Regions from separate parts of the Cyprinus carpio genome. Here region 1 is linked to region 2. Evidence: chromatin contacts called from public Hi-C data. All regions are on one chromosome and are shown on one strand. Each heading gives the region's core, a stretch centred on a gene start, on an enhancer-like site or on the middle of the called end of the contact. The rest is flanking DNA. Distances are from core to core; before and after follow the strand shown. Region 1 holds the start of LOC109060123 (myozenin-2-like). Region 2 overlaps LOC109056791 (inactive ubiquitin carboxyl-terminal hydrolase 53-like).

What was found. Hi-C and Micro-C count contacts between places; a contact is called where the count stands out from the background.
Region 1: a Hi-C map of skeletal muscle shows a contact between it and region 2, with 3 times the contacts expected there. The contact joins the promoter of LOC109060123 here to the enhancer-like site in region 2. A contact is called at or near these places in 4 of 8 Hi-C or Micro-C datasets (liver and skeletal muscle).

Annotation. Positions count from the first base shown.
Region 1 is chrB7:41,151,950-41,154,649 of ASM1834038v1, reverse strand. It overlaps LOC109060123 (myozenin-2-like), which reads left to right and starts at 1,393. Exons shown (of 6, transcript XM_042728687.1): 1 at 1,393-1,524.
Region 2 is chrB7:41,089,688-41,092,387 of ASM1834038v1, reverse strand. The region is part of intron 15 of LOC109056791 (inactive ubiquitin carboxyl-terminal hydrolase 53-like); the gene reads left to right. Among protein-coding and RNA genes, the nearest start is that of LOC109056791, 41 kb to the left of the region's middle. Within about 2 kb of position 1,282, at least 1 of the 8 cell types and tissues checked has an H3K27ac peak or open chromatin away from gene starts, as enhancers often do. A contact at or near this core is called in skeletal muscle, where this site is marked.

The DNA of each region.
Region 1 (2,700 bases), core at 144-2,643, 62 kb before region 2:
GCGCGATATGCAACGCAACGCGTAAAAAGATAGTATAAGTCATTATAATCAGTAATTCTGTCCCCACTGGATGCAACAACTGCCTCATTTATATTGGGTTTTATTGTTTTTGTCTCATCATGCTGATGTTCGGACTGGGACACGCCATAACAGTATATGTTGAGGGGCGTAATATTTCCGTTAGACGCTTGAAACAGTTGGCCAATCACAACGCACTGGATAGCTGGCCAATCAGAGCACACCTCGCCTTTCAGACCGATGAGCTTTGTAAAAAATGACGCATTTCAGAAGGCGGGGCATAGAGGAGAAATAATATTGTACATTATGTGGAAAAAGTGTTTTTTGAACCTTAAACCGCATAAACACATTTCATTACACCAAATGCACAAAATAATGTTCCTTTTAGCAGCATCATATGACCCCTTTAAAATAAATACATGACAGAAGTTTCAATAGAAATGATATGTACTGTATATATATCATGTAAGTATATTGTAGTTTGCCATAAATGCTTGTCATTCAGCTGTACAATTTAACCATATTTCAACAAGTAACATGTAATTATGAAATGACATATAAAGATATACTTAAATTCATCTAAAGTTCAAATAATTGCATTGATTATAAATTTAAACTATAATGTTTTTCTTTTAGTTGCAATTAACATCCATTTAAATGTCTGAAAACAATACATTTGGTTTGCAGTATATTAATATTATTTCCAAAGTACTCTTAAAGGAATACTTGTTTTTCACAATAGCATATTCTCTCTAAAACATAAATATTAATATAATAATATTTAAAAATATAAATATTTTAACATAAAATAACCCTAGTAAACAACAAAAAAAGTATATTTGTGTATATCATTTATTTAAAATAAAAAGAATTTATACTTATTATTCTTTAAATCCATTAACATATTTCTTTACATCTCACTTAAGACTATGTGTTTTAATGTCATGTTGATGAGGATTGTATGATCTTTGAATAATATCGGTCCTTAAATGCAAGATATTTAAAGTACAATGTGCAATGGTTCCACTTTAGCACAATCAAATATACTTATACTGTATGTGGCACAAAATAAATGTATTTCAAATGCATTTTATTTTTTTCACTATAGGGAAGGAATGTATGTGCAATGTGTTGCCATGAAAAAGCCAGGGTAAGGTGTTTTATATATATCCTACAGATCATATTACACTCATTCACAGTAGAAATTAGGCCACTAACCACATTAACCAAAACTTAGTTGACCGAACAGAAACCTAAGAATGAATGAACTGTACAAACACAGTGAAGTAATAACCTGAGCAGACACCTGCTGTCTCCGTCACACTAAAAAGTGTCAACGTAAGTCTGTTTGTGTGTAATGATCAGTGCTATTTATAACTGTATGCTAGTGAAAGCACACAGACTGCTCTGACACCCCTCCGCTTGGCCAGAGCCCCTCAGTCCTGTTCCGAGAGGAAAGCAGCACAGATCCAAACTGACCTCTCCACACAGCCTGACCCGGCGCAGGTAAGAGCTCTGCCTCAGGGACGCCTGGGGTGTGTGTGCAGTGTGTTCAAAGCGCTGATGACTGCCATCATTTATACATAATGATGTACAGTATTGTCTCAAAGCAGTGCGGTAAGGTCTCGGATGGAGCTACAGTGCTTTAGCCTGCACTGATTATGCTGGTCATATATAATATCTGCACACTGCTGAATTCACATATTGATGTGATTTGTGTTTTTGGTACATGAAATATAATGTGAGAATGAACTGAAATGCTGGAGATGCTAAATAGTTTACACTATACCATAATAGATTTTTTTTTTTTTTAAAGAAGTGCACTTTATTATATATATTTTTTTAAATATCACTTAATACAAAATTATTATACTTTTTTTATTTATTTCAAGTGACAACTGAAGGTAATGATTTCAGACACTTAACTGCATGTTAGTTAATAACATATATTATACTTTACATTCATAATAAATGCAATTAGCTGCTTTTTAAAATGCTTTTTGACTCACTATGTACATCTTTATATATAATTTCAGAATTACTTCTATTGTCTTTGAAATATGGTTAAAGTACTGCTGGATGTACTGACAAGCATTTACGGTGAACTAAAATATTCTTTATTTAATGTAATTTCTATCGAAACTTGGATGTCATGTATTTACATATATTTGTAATTATGCATTTGTAATGATGAAGTTGCATTTAAATATATTAACTAAATATATTAAACCGATTCAAATATACTACCTATATTAACTATTAACTAAATGTACAAATGAAGTTCAGTACTTCACATGTGCTTTAATATGTTAGTCAACACATCAAAATAAGTACTTCTGACAAATTATTATTAAAACTAGTAGTATTCTTTGAAGTGTAAATAACACGGTACTGCACATGCATATGGCATTCACTCATTGCTATATATATATAAAATCATAATCATCAATGTACTTTTTAAAACTTTGTTCATTATCATCTTTGCAATTGGTGATTATTATTTGTATATTGTTATAATATCTATCAATAGTTTTATTCAGCTTTTTATATTTGTATATATATTTCATTATTTTTATTTCAGTTTTAGTTTCAGTCATTTTATAATTTTTTCATCTAATCTTTGTATTTGATTGTATTGTAGTCTTATCTCAATTATCTTGTGACTTTATAAGTTTTAGTTAA
Region 2 (2,700 bases), core at 33-2,532:
TAAACAGTGCAGATGAACGTTGCCCTTGTTTGATCAGAAGTGAACTGCAGAGGCTTTCTTTTTAAAGCACTGTTTGGCAGGATGTGTTTTCAACCGTCTGATCGTCTCTGTAGTGTGTTGTTCACTATCAGTGCTGTGTGTCCCGTAAGATGCTGGTAAAGGTCAGAGCAGCAGGAGTTTCTGAATGTTGAACAGACAAACCCCTGACAGATGATCTGCTGCTGTTTGGTCTCTGTGGATTTAAACAGACTCGCTGTTCTTTGTCTGCATCCTTAAGGCATTTGTGTTTCAGTCTGTACACAAACAAAACATGTTTGAACATATTTCTACCTACCTACTTATTTATTTATTAGTTTATTTATTTATTTAAAATATGTATATTACCATTTATTTACTTTAAATTTTAATTTATTAATATAATAATTATTTTTTTAAATATGTATATTACCATTTATTTACTTAAATTTTTAATTTATTAATATAATAATTATTTTTTTTAAATATGTATATTACCATTTATTTACTTCAATTTTTTATTTATTAATATAATAATTTTTATTTTTTAAATATATATATTACCATTTATTTACTTTATTTTTTTATTTATTAATATAATAATTTAGTTTTTTAAATATGTATATTACCATTTATTTACTTTAAATTAATAAATGAATTATTACCTATTTTTATTTCAAGTAAAAGTGCAAAAAAAAAAGTAAAGTAAAAGTGCAATTTTATGCAGTATGGTTATTGATAACTAAATTACGGTATTAAAATGTTCATTTTCAGTCATTAAAATAAAGCTGAAAAATCGAATTTAATATTGGAAGAAAAACTAACTGATATAAAAAGATGCCACATTTTATTTACCGCTGAACCAAGTCCAAAATGAAATTGCACTTGAAATTGAAATTGTCCGAACAGCAGCAGCAGAATATTGTAAACGCTGATATTTCCTTCTTATTTTGGTGTTTGGCCCAGTAAATGTGAAAGTATGAATGTAGTCGGGAGTTTGTAGCGTGTTATTAAAAGCATGAAGAGACGTTCTCCAAGATCCTGTTGCACTGTGGAAAATATTTATTCTTAGACATCAGTAACTATTTTCAGCTTGTCAACAGATCTAGATGTGATGCATATCTGTCCTGCATGTATTACTTGGCAAGTAATTGCCTCCCTTTCAGAGGTGAATGAAAAAGATTCATCCAGCTGTAATACAAATAATGTTGCACTCCTTATAAGATAATGTACTGTATGTACAGTAGCAGCTATGCCTTCAAGCCCATCTGCATTGTTTTGGGCTTAATTCATTCAGTGGCGTGTAGAGAGCAGGTGTGTGGCAGTGATCTCGTGTTGATGAACACTCGCGACCCGTCAGTCTGCACATGTGACAGCCGTCTGTGAGCTCATTTCTTCACGTGTCTCTTTAAAAAATTACTAAACATTAATTGAATAAAAAATAAATACTACAATTCATAAAAATAAATAATATCACAAACAAAATAAAATCAAATCAAAATTCTCAAGATAATCTAATTTATATTTTCAAATGTGCAATTTTATGTAGTGTTACTGTATTAAAAAGTTCTGTTTCGTAATTGAAATAAAGCTGGAAAAAATCAAATGTAAGCATTAGGTTAAAAACTGTAATGAAAAGTAGAAATGATGCCTTGGCTGAAAGTTGAAATACTAAACTGACAAAAACAGTAATTAAAATGTGTATATACAGTTACAAAAATGACAAACAAATATCAAATGTACCAAAACTTAAAATAAAATAGTAATTTACCAATAAGACACTATTTTATTTATATATATATATATATATATATATAGGAATTATAATATATCATATATTTCCCTATATTTTAATTAAAAAAACATACGTCTGTATAGTCTTTATACATTTTTATTTTTAAAGTTGGTTAAAATATGAAATATTTTATTCAATAATTTATTTATTTACTTAAGAAACTTTTTTTTTTTAATGATTTTAGTTTTGGGTTCAGTTCTAAAAATAATTTTTCTGATAATGACATAAAAATAAAAGCTAATTCAAAATGTAATAAATACCATAATATATAAAAACTGCTCAAATAAAACTGATGATATGGCTCCAGCTGATGTACTAAATGTTAATTTTTCAACCAGAATATTACACTGTGTTGATGTCTCAAATCACGCAGCTTCTTGAAAAGAGATGATGTACCTGATTGTGTTGATATTGTGAATTTACAATATTTGCTTTGTAGTAGATTAAACCTTCTGAAAAAAAAAAAAATCTCTTAAACTTGCGTCAGTGGAGGGACTCACCGTGTGGTGGTTTCTTCTGGCTATGCCATTATTTTATTTATTTATTTTTATCAATATTGCAACAACGTTATCTAATATTGCAAGTCATGGCCATCAAATGGAGGTTCTTCTCATGAGGCTTAGCAGCTTAAACACGACAGGCTTGAAAAACCAGAAAATGGGGTCTAAAGTCCAATCCTCTCATAACATCTCTCTTTTTTTTTTTTTCTAATTGCATGCTATGCCAAAGGGATTAGCTTGTTAATGCGGGCCTGGGGAAAAAAAATAACCAGAAAGGAGGGAGCAGGCAGTGTGTGTGGCGCCCTAATCACACACACACACACACACCCCCTACCACACGCACACACACACACACCACAAACAAAGAAGAACAGACAACCCCACTATTCC